Regions from separate parts of the Mus musculus genome. Here regions 2, 3, 4 and 5 are each linked to region 1. The links are chromatin contacts, called in public HiChIP or PLAC-seq, Micro-C and promoter capture Hi-C maps. All regions are on one chromosome and are shown on one strand. Each heading gives the region's core, a stretch centred on a gene start, on an enhancer-like site or on the middle of the called end of the contact. The rest is flanking DNA. Distances are from core to core; before and after follow the strand shown.

Region 1 (2,700 bases), core at 188-2,687:
CTCCTTTCTGACTCATCGATCCCAAGTGACTACTGTATATGTCTGCTACAGGGGACCAGGACTTTTCCCTTCAGAGTGGATTCCAGGACATCATACTCACAGGACTCTGGGCATTCCCAAGAGCTACTTGGTTACTATGGTGAGGTTTCAGACCTACGGAGTCTTCCTGACTCTACCATAGAGATCGTGATTGTAACAGGTGGAGGGATGAGGGGACAGAGCTATGTATACACCCCTTTGCATGTATGATATATCGTTATTGGCACCGAAGTGAGTCATTGGTGGGTTTGAGGCTCAGGGCGGGATGAGTTTTGTCATCTCAGCTAGAATGTCACCCTCAACCCACTTCTCTGCTCACCCGTCTGTTCATATGACAACAAAGAAGCAACTCTGTTTCCCAGAGATGCTTCTCGAAAGTCTGGAGGTAAACATGTGGATCACTCTCTCCACCTATGAAGGGCAAAGCTTGATTTCCAAGTCCAAAGAGGCCTTCTCTGGCTGGTTCAGGTTGCTTCAGGAAGCCAGGAAGGATGACCCTGGGCTCCTGGGTATCTAGGTACTGATGGAAGGCAGAGTTCCCAGGACTCGCAGCTTCTATCAGTACTGGAATTACAAGTTGGCCTGGTTCCTTTACCTTCGTGGTGTGCAGAAAGGAATAAGCCTAAGCTAATAGAGAGCAATCAGATGAAGGAAGTTTAGTCCGATGAAAACGATAGTTAATTGACACAAAATAGAGCAGGACACCTCTGAGGAAAGGTGCACAAAAGATAACAACAACAACAACAACAACATGACATGTTTTCCCACAGCCACTACCACAGCCAGTTCTTCCATCGGCTTTGAATCGCTTGTGGACAGGTGTGCAGGCCCAGAACCTAAACACAAGTTCTACAGTCTGGGCTGTGTTGGCTTTCAAAGGCTTCCAAGCAGAGAGGGGCACCCGCGAAGGGCTGCGGTCAACGGATCAGGCCCACATAGTCGCGAAGGCTGTGGGTCCAACTGACCTCCCTAGAATATCAGCGCGTGCGAGACTGGGTGTCTGCAGTCTCCCGCTAGCTGCGTGTGCCAAACACTTGCAGAGGATGCAGGCCCCGCAGCCATCTCACAACCAAGCATCCACTCCCTTCCCTCTAGCCTTCTGGAGGCCCCGCCCCAGGCCCGGCCCTGGCCCCGCCCCGTACTGTCCCCGCCCCCGCCAGTTGACTAACCTTTCCAGAAGCCCCGCCTCCTCCCAGCCCCAGAGTGGGGCCCCGCCCAACCCTAACCGCCCTTCGACGCTAAACGGCTTCTAGCCGGAGAGCTTTCCGTGCCCTGATTGGCTGTGATGGTCACCGTTTCGCAGCTCCATTGGCTCCCGGCGCCCGCTTTCTCAGGCCCTGCCCTTGAGCGGGGGCGGGGCCAGAGGCGGCGGGCTGCGCAGGAGTGGCTGGTTGCACGGAGGGGGCGGGTCCTCGCCGCGCGCAGTGCTTCGGCCAGAGCTCGAGGCGCTGCTTACCGTCGCCTGAGCTAGGAGACGCCGCGGCCGCCGCTGGGTCGCATCGGGCTTCGCGTCGCGCCGTGTACGCCTCCTCTGCCCCACCCGACCGGCAGCATAGGCTCTACCTGGTCCGCGGCCTCCCTGTCCGCGGCGGGGCAGGTGAGTGAGTGGCGGCGGGTTGAAGTGTGTGTGGGGGGGTCCAGCGCGGAGGTAGCTCGCATGCCGCGTCCCAGGCCGGCCGAGACCCCTCCAAAGGCCAGAGGACCGGACAGTTCGCAGTCAGAAAACTTCATTCGAGCTGGGGTGTTGGGGATCCTGGGGGAAGGGTTGAGGTTGGCGATCTCAGTACTAGGGCCGGGATCCTAGGCTGAGGCGAGGGTCCCAAGCTGAGGCGAGGATTCCAGGCTGAGGTGAGGGTCCCAGGCTGAGGGCGGAGGTCCTGGGAGAGAATAGGGGGTACCAGGTTGAGGGCGGGGGTCCCGGGCTGAAGGTAGGGGTCCCAGGCCAAGACCAAGGTCCTAGGCTGAGGGCGGGGATCTAGGACTGAGTACCGAGCTCTGAGGGCTCAAGGCTGAGGTTCCAGGGCTTAGTGCAGAGTCCCAGGCTTAAAGCAGGGTGGGGGTATCCCAGGCCAAAGCGATGGTCGGAGGACTGAAGATGGGAATCCCAGAGGCATGTGTATCAGGCTGAGCAAAGGGTCAAGGGAAGCAGCTTCCCAGGCTGTGACCGGGGTCCTAGGCTGAGGCAGGAATTACTTAGAGAGAGGGAGAAAGAGGTGGGTGGGTGGGTGGGGAAGTGTGGGGCCGAGGGTCGGGCTCCCGGAATAGAGTAGTTCTTGATAGCCCCTTGGGCTTGGAGCTGGGGCCAGAACAGGGTCCTAGACAGAAGTTTCCAGTGAGGGGCTCACTCTCCAGCTCTGCATGGTCTTGCCTGTTCTTGGATTCAGGCACGGCCTAGGGTCCTTGTGAAAGTCTGACGGTAACTGGCCCTGGCCTACGTCGGGGGTCGGGGTAGAGCCACTCAGGAAAACCCAGGCCTCTTTACTCCCTCCCTAAATTCAGAAGTTGTTAGTGGGCACATTACGCTGCAGGCTTTCGGGTCAACACACAATAGCTGTGATCTCACTGGGACTTGCAAGGCTTAGACGGATGTCTTGTGATTGAGACGAGCTGGGGAGGAAAAAAAAAGGAAGCCCAGAGGATGGATGTGGGGCGAGGGCAGGG
Region 2 (2,700 bases), core at 57-2,556, 550 kb before region 1:
GGGGGAACCTGGGGTCCATCGGACAGCCCAGAGCACAGGAACACTGCTGAGGGTTGAGAAGGAGAAAACATTTAGGGGGTGGGGGGGTGGGGTGGGGATCTGTCCTAGGTAAAAGCCAGGCTAGCTTTCAGGGTGGCTCTGGCTGCCAGATCTTCTGGGGAGATGAACCAGGTTGTGAAGAGTTCAATGGACTTTATTCCCAGGTCATCTCAAAACAAGCTTGCGAAAGTAACTTTTATTCGCTTGATGTCCTTGTTGTCTCGGAGGCTTACTGCTGACTACGATCTCCTTTTCTAGCTCTTTCTGAACTCTTACTGGCTGATTCAATTCAGCTGTTCTGGCTCAAACGTCTCTTCAAGTCGCCTGATTCAATCTAGTTTGTCTCAGCTTCACATCTAGTGCACTGCTTGGCCTGCAGCCACTCACTCACTGTTCTAGATTGCTTTCTGTTGCTGTGATAAAAACACTTATCAAAGGCAGCGTGGGGAGGAAGGTGTTCTTTACATCTTACAGGTTGGATCTCATCGTCAGGGAAGGAGCAGGAACCTGGAGGCATCCCCTGATGAGAAACCGCATCGGAAAGATGCTTATTGGCTCTGCTCCCTGGCATGCTCTGCTACTTCAGCCACTGTGGGGCACCGGACTCCGCTTTGGGCTCACCTTCTCCCCACAAATCCCATCTCACTGTGGATCCCTAGCAGAGACGTCCCGGCATCCAGGATGCTCTCTACCCTAGAAGGGAAGAAGGCAGAAGGCCTCTACCCTGGCTGTGCCTGGGCCCAACTTTCTTTTGTGGCTCCAACTATAGCCCACTTTGGTTTTGTATTGTATTTTACAGGTGTCATTTGGGTGAAGAGCTGGAATTACCCTTCGTCCTTGCTTTCCTTAAGCAATACTGCACTGGGTGCACAGGGGCTGTTGGACACGGAGCCGACTGTGCAGGAAGACGGAGGCCGTTCGGTCCATCTGGTACCCATTTAAGTGGAATTGCAAAGTCCCCAACTCCAGGACCTGTTTTAAGGACGAAACGCCAAGCTGCACACATAGAGACCCGCATGAGTAAAACCGACGTGAACCTTTCTCCCTATTCTACCCCAGACGCGCGCGATAGAAACATGGCGTAACGTGCACCCGAGGCTTCAATAGTTTTACTTCCCTGGCTCTTGGCTGCAGCCACATCGCCACACGTCTAACGCGCTAGCGGGAGCGCGCGACGTAAGCACCGCAACTGCGCACGCGCTACGGGAGGCACTTCCGGGGACCGGCCGAACGCCGATCTACGCAGCCGCGGCTCTATTTCCGGCTGTCTGGGAGCACTTCCGGGAGGCTCTTCCACTAGTGAGGCGGCGTTGCTAACAGGCGGAAACCTCCAGGGAAGATGGGGAAAGTGAGGGCGCTGCGGGCTCGTGTGCACCGGGCGGCCGTGAGACCCGACGGGGATTCTGCACCGGGCCCTGTGCCCCGCGCCGTGGAGCCGGCGCTCCCACAATCCCCGGCGGGCGGAGCGGGGGCGAAGGTGAGGTGTGGGGCGCCGGTCGGGCCAGGTCTCTGCCGAGCCGGATCTCCAAAGATCAGGAGCCCTGGATGGTTGGGTGTCGCCTCTTCTGTGTGTGTTCCTGCCACTCTGGTTAGGGTCCTGACCCGGCCCACCTTTAGCCGTCATGCCTTCTCGGTTGGGGTGTGAGGCTCCAGAAGCGCTTCCATCTCTGGGGGAAAATATCCCACTACGCTCTGGAAATGTCGCAGGGCGCTGTCTGTCTGCCTCTGTCTATCTCTGTGTCTCAGTCTCTGGTGTGTGTTTGAGACAGGGTCTCTCTATGTAGCCCTGACTATTCTGGAACTCACGCTGTAGACCAGGCTGGCCTCGAACTCATAAGAGATTGACCTGCCCCTGCCTCCCACATGCTGGGGTTAAAGGCATGGCATGCACTTGTGTCCCTGGCGCTTGCTTGTTGCTTTGGCCTTTGGGATCTTATTTATTTTTATTTTACCTCATCTCATTCTTTCTTTATTCTTTTGAGACAAGGTTTCACCCTAGCCCCCCCCCCCAGCTTGTCACTCTCGTGCCCAGGCTGTAGCCCACTGTGCCCAGCTTTTATTTGTTGTTGTAGCCAAACTGAGAGCTTCTGTTTTCTCCCACACCCACACCCACGGGAGGTGCTGTGCAGTCATTGATTCGTGCAGCCATTGATTCTTATTTTTCCCATTTTTCTTTTAATTTGGTAACTTGGCTCAAATTTAAGCCTTGTGTTGACAGAGATTGTTTTTATGCCCCTTTGGTCAGCCGCGTCTTTGCCTCACTGGAAGGTTATGTGGTTGGTGTTCCTATTTTTGTTCCTCAGAGATGCCCAAGGACCAGTACTTAGAGGATTCCCTCTGCTCACTCCTGGGAGGGCCCATGCATACAGTTGTAAGCAGCAGTCATGCCTTATCTCACAGCTACTCTTGGATCTGCATGTGTTTGCAGGGAGGCTGTGCTCAGGCCCTGTGCTAGTGTGGCTCTACTCCCCAAGACTCTCTGATTGTCCCAAGTCTGATGGGGGCAGGAAGGAACAGGCCTGATCTGGGAACAAGGACGTAGATACTCTTCCGGGGCCTCCCTGGCTGAGAAGTAGAGGATTTTTGCCTTAGCATCTTCTCGATGTGTGACTCTCAAACCAAAAGTCAACTTGATGTCCTCTCTCTTCTCCTGTTGGGATT
Region 3 (2,700 bases), core at 145-2,644, 720 kb after region 1:
ACCAAACTTGGGTCTTCTACAAAAACAGTAACTGCTCTTAACTGCTAAGCCACCTCCAGCCCTTACAAAGCCACATTCTTTATTCAGCCACCACAGGTACCCTTTCCTATGTTAGGTTAGCAAGGGTGGATCCTAGTGCCTGGAGCCTGAGCTTCGTGGCACCAGCAGGCTTTCAAGAATAGGTCTCAGGCCTGCCACACTGGGGGCTCTGAGGACAGTTTTTTCTGCCTTGGAAGATTGTGGGAAACTCTTTTCAACCTGTGGCATCCTGGCTCAGAGCTTCAGCCCTCTTCATCTGGTGGAAATGGAAAACTGGGCAGATTTAAAAAAAGGACCAGGTCCTCACACAGACAGACCCATCCCTTGGCTGCAGTTCATTGTGCGACTCCACTGAACCGATGGACTGAAGGCACAACAGGTGTGGTTTGCACAAGCCTTGCAAGCCCTGAGATGCCTCACAGCAGGTTTGGAATGATTGATTATGTTATGAGCTGTGGTGTTTCTACTGCACGAACCGAAGCATGATGGTTTAATTATAGAAAACAAAGAATTTTAATATTTCCCTATCATTCCTCAGCATGTATTAGAGTGTCTAGATTATATTGGACAAACGCATCCACCTAATTAGTATGCAAATCTGCTTTTGTCTCTAGTCAGTGGTAAAATTGTGTGTATGCCGAGTTTTACAATAAATTCTTTTCTGATTCACTTATCAGTAAATGTTTGATTCGTATGCCTATTTTAGATACCTAGAGTCGCTGAAAAACTTTCTGAGTAGGATGGGATTGCTAGTGGAGAAAGCTTAAGAAACCTTGCTTAGGGTCACCTGATGTCAGTGTCATTGCTCCTCCGCCCCCAACCCCTTCAGCACAGGATCTTCAGGACTTGGGGTCTCTGGTGTGTTTCGTGTCTCAGTAGCTATGTTGGTTCCACGATCAAAACTTAGTCCAAGATACTGTAGGGGGGTCCCATTCTGCAGAAGCTGATTCAGATCAAAACTAGGTTATTAAGCATTCGGAGAAGGGCATCAAACACACCGGCAGTCCCAGGTACACTCAGGACAGCGCTAGTACGCACTCCTGCTTCAGCCTGCCAATTGTTGCCTCGGTTCGAATCCGCTGGGGGCGCGGTCTACACCACCTGTGGCCTCCAACCCGGAGTCCAGTCTTCCCACAGATCTCCCGGTAAGTCGATCCTTACACTTTCTCACCTGCGTCTTGCAGCCTTAAGGCCCAATGCGACCGGCCGGAAGCAGGGACAGAAAATGCGCTTGCGCTGAGTGACAAGCTCTTAGAGAAAACCCCTGTCTCAAGACTATCTACAGCTACCAGCACCGAGTTTATACACACTGCGCTTGCGCAGGACACCCAGGCCTGGGCGGGGCGTGCTCTTCGGCCAGCTGGAGTGCTCCGCGCTTGCGCAGGTCCAGGGCGGCGGCTCAGGCTTCGGGTGGGCATCGTCTGTTCCTTTCTGGTATAGCCTAGAATTCAGCGGAGAAACGCGGCTGAGGTAGGTTTCTTAATGGACAGCTTAGACATCTGGATCGCAAGTGAGGCAGGGCAAGCTAGGCAAAAGGTCTTCCCTGTGCATGTCTCCAGCGCACTGAGGCCTCCGCCCCCTCTGGAGGCTTTAGAGTGCCCTCTCGAAGGTTCTATTCCAGCTACCCCCTCCCCTTTTCTCAGCACCGTCCGCCCTCTTCGCTCTCCTTTCGCTGCACCTCTCAATTCCCCCTGCGCACCTCCGCTGGCTCTTAGAGCCACGCCCTTCCAGGACCACGCCCACCTGCCTTCTGTATCCCGAGCCACATCCCCCATGCCTCTATATTCTTGGCCTCTATGGCCTCATCTGCTTGGCCTGGAGAACCCTCCAATTCATTGTCTTTCTTCCTCCGGGCACCCTCCCAGGCTTTTCACTGAAAATATAATTGTAAATAATTTGTGATTCTAATTATTACGAAGTAAGTATGAAGTCCAGATCTGGACGCACAACAGGCGTTTAAACAAAGAATCGATGTAATCTCAGAGCCAGTTAGGGTTACATTGCCCCTGGGGGTAAAAAAATAGAATTAAAGAACAGGAGGGTGTCGGGCATGGGGATTTCAGTTCTGCCTGTGGGTTAGGTCAAGTACTGGGCAAGGTGTTTTAATTTGAGTTTAAGCTATTAAGTGTTCCTAAAAAAAATGATACTGATTTATTCTAAGTAAAAAGAGGCTTCATAAATATCTCTTAAAAAAGGAGACTTCAGAGGAATAAATCTAGCATATTAAAGGAAGCACACAGCATTTGGATTTTTTAATTTAAAAAGCCCTCTAATGAATTGTGATGATAAAACGCCAATCCTGTTCCATTCTTAACACATACAGTAAACTGTAGCCGTGAAATGAGATTACTGACCAGGCAGTGTAACACTTTGTGCTTCTCTCTCTTCTTTCAAGTAGGCATGGGAGAGAAACTGAAGTAAAGCCCCAGTTATGAGACATGATCATATTGAACTATGGAGGCACCAGGAGAAGGTCCCTGCAGCGAGTCACAGGTCATCCCGGTTCTGGTACGTAAGAGCCACGTGTAATGATCATACAGAGGAACAGTACCAGCTTACAGGGGTGATGTCACTCTCCTTGTCTCTCAAGGTCCTGGCTCACAGGAGGATGCTTGAATTTAGAGAACGTTGAGGCAGGGGGATGGGTCTGGTCATTAGGTC
Region 4 (2,700 bases), core at 156-2,655, 940 kb before region 1:
AAAAAAAAGAAGAAGAAGAAGAAAGAAAGAAACCAACTGTGGGGAAAACTGTCAAGAGAATAGAAAGACAGTTCACACAGACCAAGAAACAATATTTACAAATTATGCATCTGATAAGGAGGGTGTTTCCAGAGAACTCTCACAACTCAAAATTAAAGAAAACAAACGACTCATCGAAAAGCAGAGAAACGGAGCAGACAGGAAACAAAGAAGAACACACCATAAGCCTCTGGAGTGACACAGACCCGTATTACAGCTCAAGCCACCGTTCCACACCCAGAGTGTTAGAGCCACGGGCCCACCAGGAGCTGTTGGCTATGTGCCTGTGTTGTCAGTGGGGTGTAATAAGGAGCCTACCCTGCTCCAGACACTGCCATTCAGGGTATGCACCCAAGGCTGCTGCACAACGCTCCCATGGCCCTTCCGTTAGAGTCCCAGATTAAAACCCAGCCGGAGCCGAACAGGTTACAGTATAGAAACTGGCACAGTGGACCTAGGGAGCCACTCAGCGTGGTGAACCACGAAATAAGGAGGCGGAAAGATAAAATGATAGGAGGCCATTTATGGAAGTCGTGGGAAACGCAGACTCCACGGAGGAAGACAGGTGACAAAGGAAGACTGGGGTCCTCCTGAGGCCGGTGGTGATAGGTTCCCGGCTGAGGATCAGGTCCTGCGTCGACGCTCCCATTTGCCTTTCTATGGTGACCTTAGACCTGAGACTTGGGGTGAGGGGCGTCAGTCATGCGGTGGGGCTGCTCAGGGCGGGGCTTGGCCACGTGGCACGCCCACGGACCCTTCCCTTACCAATGCCCTAGAAAGCCGGTACCTAAACCCGCCCACGCCCCTACAGGCCCCGCCCACATCCCGCCCCAGTCAGTGCAGTTTACATATCAGGCCCCGCCCCTCACATAAACCTCGCCCATAACCCTGTGCACCCCTCCTTGGGCTCCCCCCTCGGTGTTCGCCCCGTAGGATTTTATGAACTCTGTTTAGCTCTTTCTTACGCAGGCCCCAGCCCCTACCCAGCCCCTCACCTATCTGACCCTTCCCCTTAAGGCCTTGGCCCTCCTCAAATAGGACCCTCCCCTCCCCAGCCCCTCTTCCCCGCCTCTCGCACGGGACAGCCCTTTAGAGACCCCGCCCCTCAGCACACAGACCACGCCCTTACCTGGCCCCTCCCACCCACAACATGCTAAGCCCCGTCCCCCAAAGCACAGAACACCAAGGTCCCTTACTAGGACCCCTTTTCACCGGCGCCGTCCTTATCGCAAGGCCCCTCTCCACCTATTCCTCCCCTCCCAAAACCCTCTCAAGGCCCCGCCCAACACACAAACCCCGCCCCTCTGGCCTCAGCCCCACCCTGCCCCTCCTCTTGCCGGCCCCTCCCCTATAGCAAAGGCCCCCGCCCCTCCCGCCATGGCTTGCCCGCCTCCCTTCTTTACTGGCCGCTCGGTGGGCACGGGGCGGGTCGCCGCGGCGCCGGGAGGACTCTGGTCAGGCTCCGGGAAGCTCGGAAGGCGCTGAGCAGCGGCGGCCGCTCAGGTAAAGCCCCCATCCGCCCGCGTGGCCTCCCACCCGCGGAGCTCCACTGTCCCTGCTTTGCCGCCCTGCTCTCTGCTGCCGCTCCCTGCCCAGCCGGGCCGCACGCAGGGGGCTGCTTTTTCTCTCCGGTGTCTCCAGCGCCTCAGGCATGAAGCTTCTGCTTCAGGGTGCGCGGCGAGCTTTATTGATGACCGCGATCTTTAAGGTGTCACAGGTAGCCGAGTGCTTGGGGACAAACTGGTGAACGCGGCCACTTGCCCCGCCCGACCTGGCTCGCACAGATCGAGAGGGAAGACCTCCGCCAGCACGCGCCTAGAGCTGGGGGATGGGGAAGAGATGGATCCTTGGGCCTCCGCCCAGACTTGTGTCCCCAGCTATGGGTGGGTGACCAGAGGCTAGGACAGGGTTCTGTAACTGCCTAGCTAGGGCCAGTCTCCAGCCATCGGTCAGCCCTAGATGTCTTACTTAGCTGGGAGGTGCCTTCTCTGGGTGGCCTTGGGAATCTTCTAGAGTAAGTTACAAAGCAGGTATGTTTGATAGCCCGGAGCCCTGCCTCAAACCTGATATGCCTACGATTCCTTTCCTCCCTGATCCCGTCCTCCCAAATTGAATTGAAATGTGCAGTGGCGGTCACCCTCAGCTCCCTTTCCTCTTTTTTTCTTGTAGAACTGAGATCACTAGGCTCTTCAGCAGGCGAAGACACAAGAGTTTGTGTTGGATGACTGCCTGCAACGTGAGGAAGGACAGTCGCTTGCACATCCCAGTGGAGAAGAGCTACCTGGGTCAGGTGGAGGCAACATGGGCCCCAGGGGCAGGCAGAGCCCCTCAGCCACACTGGCCCCCTCCCAGGGGTCTTGCTTCTTCATCCTCTTCTGCTTACGGTTAGGTGCCTCCTGCCCACAGGCCTGCCAGTGCCCTGACCATGCTGGGGCCGTGGCTGTCCATTGCAGCTCAAGAGGGCTGCAGGAGATCCCTAGGGACATCCCAGCCGACACGGTGCTTCTGAAACTAGACGCCAACAGAATCTCCCGAGTCCCCAATGGAGCCTTCCAACACCTGCCTCAGCTGAGGGAGCTGGACCTGTCCCATAATGCCATTGAGGCCATTGGGCCAGCAGCCTTCTCAGGTCTGGCTGGGGGCCTGCGGCTGCTGGACTTA
Region 5 (2,700 bases), core at 132-2,631, 520 kb after region 1:
AGAGACACAAACATACTCATAGTTCAAAGAAATAAATATTATTAGGTATTTATTTATACTTTAAAAATTATTTTATGGGTACCAATGTGCGCCACATGAGTTTTTGGTGCCCTCAGAAGCCAGAGGTGTGCATCAGATCCTCTGAACTGGAGTAACAATTGTGAGCCACCATTGGGTACTGCGAATCAACTGGGGGTTCTCTGGAAGAGCAGCTAATGCTCTTAACTGCTGATCTCTCCAGTCCTTTAAGTTTTGATATGTAAAATATGACCGACCACCCTTCAAACATTCCTTAAATATTGCATGGCTCAAAGACTGAGACCAACATATCCTAGAGGATAGGTCTGTCCAGAGGGACCCCCACCCACTCAGTGTTTTCATCAGTGCAAGAGACACTTCCTAAGAGGCTTGAAGTCTTTTGAGTCATGAAAGTGAAACAATTTATTTTTTGGATCTTGTAAAGTTGGGTGTCAGCCTAGAGAGAAGGCAAAAACGGCTGTCATGCAGATTTGGTATAAAATAGGTTTTATAGCCCTTACGGCATTTCCCTGTTCCCAAATTCCACACTACTGAGTTCTTCAGGAGGATTCATTCTTATAGGCATTACCCTCTCTCCAGCTTCCCTATCCTATCCGTGCAGGATGCAAAGCTCTTGACATATATCCTGGAGCTCAGATCCTCTCCTTTTATGTTAGTCATGTTAACAGCCTGCAACGTTTCAACCCAATGATAAATTAATAAATGTTAGGCAAGAAAGAACCTGCTGCCGGCTAGGGAATCCAAGGGCCCAATCCTCCTAATTTCCTGTAATCCACCGATGAGCTTTAAACGCGCCTCTTACTACAAATGGACCATAGTTTCTTTATTTCCTTATGGCAGAAAGACTTTCCTGGTAGAGGTGATGGATGGAGTGAGAGTCAGGTGCCTGAACACACAGCGACTCTGTACATTGAAGCGTGTGCGTGAATGCAAAACGGCCCTGGGTGGCAACTCTGGGGTCCACTGGGGACAGCGGTCTAAGTTTTAGGTGTCATTCAATGAGTAACTCTGGCTATACTCTGTTCTTTGGATTTGGATTGAAGACAGGGGACCGTGTTCAGGAGGGGCCGAAGTGGTCAAAGAAGGGAAGCAGGACTCCCAGTTGACTGCACCTGAGAACCAAAAGTGGGGGCTGGTGGATCCTAGAGGATGCCCCAGTGTTCGCAGAAACACATCGCGACAGAAAAAACGACTTTGGCAAAGTGCGGGAGAGAGTGCCCAGAGCGCACCGGAGGCATGGAGAGCCGCTGGTATGTAAGTCCTCCTCCTGTCGGGAGAGGGCGATAGGTAGCACCGCCTCGGGAAAACGGTTTGTCCAAACCTTCCCGCCGCCCAGTCGACGAACGCCCGCGAGCCCCGGGAACGCCGCGCCTCGCTCATTGGCGTGGATGAAGAGGGTGGAGAGCGTCGGCGTACCAATTGGGGACCAGAGAGATGGCTCTCCGCCCTTGGAGCGTCAGCGGAGCGCGCGTGCGCAAGGCCACACGGGGCTCCGGATTGGCGGGGCGAAGCTGACAGTTGTGTGTATGGGGGGTGGGGAGGCGAGTGGGTGAAGGGAGGGAGTGTAAATAGAGCGAAGGCGGTGTCGCCGCCGCCCTGTCACCTCCGAGCGACTCGCCGGGAGCCCAGGTGGAGATGGAAGACGAGCAGGAGCAGCGGCGCAGGAAGGTGGAGGCTGGGAGAGCCAAGGTTAGACGGTAGCATCCTTCTCTCAGCTTTGCGGTGGGGAAGAAATCCTAAAGCGGTTCCGGTGCTCAGACCGCCGCTTGACACAAGCGGTGGCGGTGGAGCAGTGGGAACTGCCGGGCGCTTGTCCTTCCCGCCGCTTCTGCGGAATTCACTTCCTAGGCGCCGCCATCTTGAATCCAGCGCCCTCTGTCTCGCTCCGCCCTATTACACCCACAGCCAATCAGCGTCAGAGACGTACGACTTGTAGGTGGGCCCGAGCGCCATGGGCGGGTCCTGGTCACCTAGCATTCTTAGTTGTTGTGCTTCCGGTGCTCAGGCACTTTCCTGAGACTAAACTGTCCAAGGCTTTTTAAAGACCGTCTTCAGACTTTATTTTCCCAGGGAACCAAGAACTTTGCTCCCTAGTGGTGTCCTGTTGTTGTATTTCGTTGTTCGCTCTCTGGCCGGGCCCCACAACTGCCATACTACCGAGGGTCCTCTTCTCACCTCCTTCTGCCTCAGATTTTGAATTTGTTTGAGACTCTACCCTGGGAACACTTGTGGCTGTTAAGATAGTTGTTTTGTTTTTTTGTTTTGTTTTGTTTTGTTTTTTTCGAGACAGGGTTTCTCTGTATAGTCCTGGCTGTCCTGGAACTCACTTGGTAGACCAGGCAGGCCTCGAACTCAGAAATCCTCCTGCCTCTGCCTCCCAAGTGCTGGGATTAAAGGCATGCACGACCACTGCCTGGCAAGATAGTTATTTGAAAGGTGATGGGGATTCAGAGGAAGAGAAGGTGCGAACATTTTGGAAGTGGATCTCTGGCCAGCTATCATGGCTGTGGAACCAGAGGCTGTGTCCCTACCCTGTACTGTCAGGACAGTATAGCTATAGCCTTCATGAAAGGGCTGTGTTGATTTTGTGGTTCGCCTAGTAACAGCAATTCTTCATTTGTGTCAACAACCCCACCACCACTATCACCCTGCACCCACTTC

Evidence for each region. A called contact is a pair of places that touch in the nucleus more often than the background predicts. HiChIP or PLAC-seq counts read pairs in DNA pulled down with a chosen protein or histone mark. Capture Hi-C pulls out chosen DNA fragments and counts their contacts.
Region 2: a Micro-C map of embryonic stem cells shows a contact between it and region 1, with 4 times the contacts expected there. The contact joins the promoter of Fam207a here to the promoter of Pcbp3 in region 1. A contact is called at or near these places in 1 of 484 Hi-C or Micro-C datasets (embryonic stem cells) and 2 of 115 datasets of contacts at active chromatin or transcription factors (embryonic forebrain and pancreatic cancer cells).
Region 3: an H3K27ac HiChIP or PLAC-seq map of embryonic stem cells shows a contact between it and region 1, with 4 times the contacts expected there. The contact joins the promoter of Prmt2 here to the promoter of Pcbp3 in region 1. A contact is called at or near these places in 6 of 39 promoter capture datasets (embryonic stem cells, hematopoietic stem and progenitor cells, hippocampal neurons and 2 more) and 2 of 115 datasets of contacts at active chromatin or transcription factors (both in embryonic stem cells).
Region 4: a contact with region 1 is called in a Micro-C map of embryonic stem cells, with 7 times the contacts expected there. The contact joins the promoter of Lrrc3 here to the promoter of Pcbp3 in region 1. A contact is called at or near these places in 1 of 39 promoter capture datasets (embryonic stem cells), 2 of 484 Hi-C or Micro-C datasets (both in embryonic stem cells) and 1 of 115 datasets of contacts at active chromatin or transcription factors (embryonic stem cells).
Region 5: a promoter capture Hi-C map of liver shows a contact between it and region 1, with 2.6 times the contacts expected there. The contact joins the promoter of Pcnt here to the promoter of Pcbp3 in region 1. A contact is called at or near these places in 1 of 39 promoter capture datasets (embryonic stem cells), 2 of 484 Hi-C or Micro-C datasets (CD4 T cells and embryonic stem cells), 1 of 115 datasets of contacts at active chromatin or transcription factors (pancreatic cancer cells) and 2 of 9 other capture datasets (adipose tissue and liver).

The regions. Positions count from the first base shown.
Region 1 is chr10:76,960,684-76,963,383 of GRCm38.p6, reverse strand. Pcbp3 (poly(rC) binding protein 3) reads left to right here and starts at 1,437. Exons shown (of 16, transcript NM_021568.2): 1 at 1,437-1,636. It overlaps Gm35664 (a long non-coding RNA gene), which reads right to left and starts at 1,243. Exons shown (of 2, transcript XR_380584.1): 1 at 1,209-1,243; 2 at 782-1,008.
Region 2 is chr10:77,514,419-77,517,118 of GRCm38.p6, reverse strand. Fam207a (family with sequence similarity 207, member A) reads left to right here and starts at 1,306. Exons shown (of 6, transcript NM_133998.3): 1 at 1,306-1,516. The coding sequence starts at 1,379. It overlaps 2810425M01Rik (RIKEN cDNA 2810425M01 gene), which reads right to left and starts at 1,221. Exons shown (of 1, transcript NR_163865.1): 1 at 178-1,221.
Region 3 is chr10:76,236,559-76,239,258 of GRCm38.p6, reverse strand. It overlaps Prmt2 (protein arginine N-methyltransferase 2), which reads left to right and starts at 1,394. Exons shown (of 11, transcript NM_133182.3): 1 at 1,394-1,509; 2 at 2,438-2,547. The coding sequence starts at 2,494.
Region 4 is chr10:77,901,241-77,903,940 of GRCm38.p6, reverse strand. Lrrc3 (leucine rich repeat containing 3) reads left to right here and starts at 1,405. Exons shown (of 2, transcript NM_145152.4): 1 at 1,405-1,542; 2 at 2,209-2,700. The coding sequence starts at 2,341.
Region 5 is chr10:76,441,593-76,444,292 of GRCm38.p6, reverse strand. Pcnt (pericentrin (kendrin)) reads left to right here and starts at 1,381. Exons shown (of 42, transcript NM_008787.3): 1 at 1,381-1,728. The coding sequence starts at 1,675.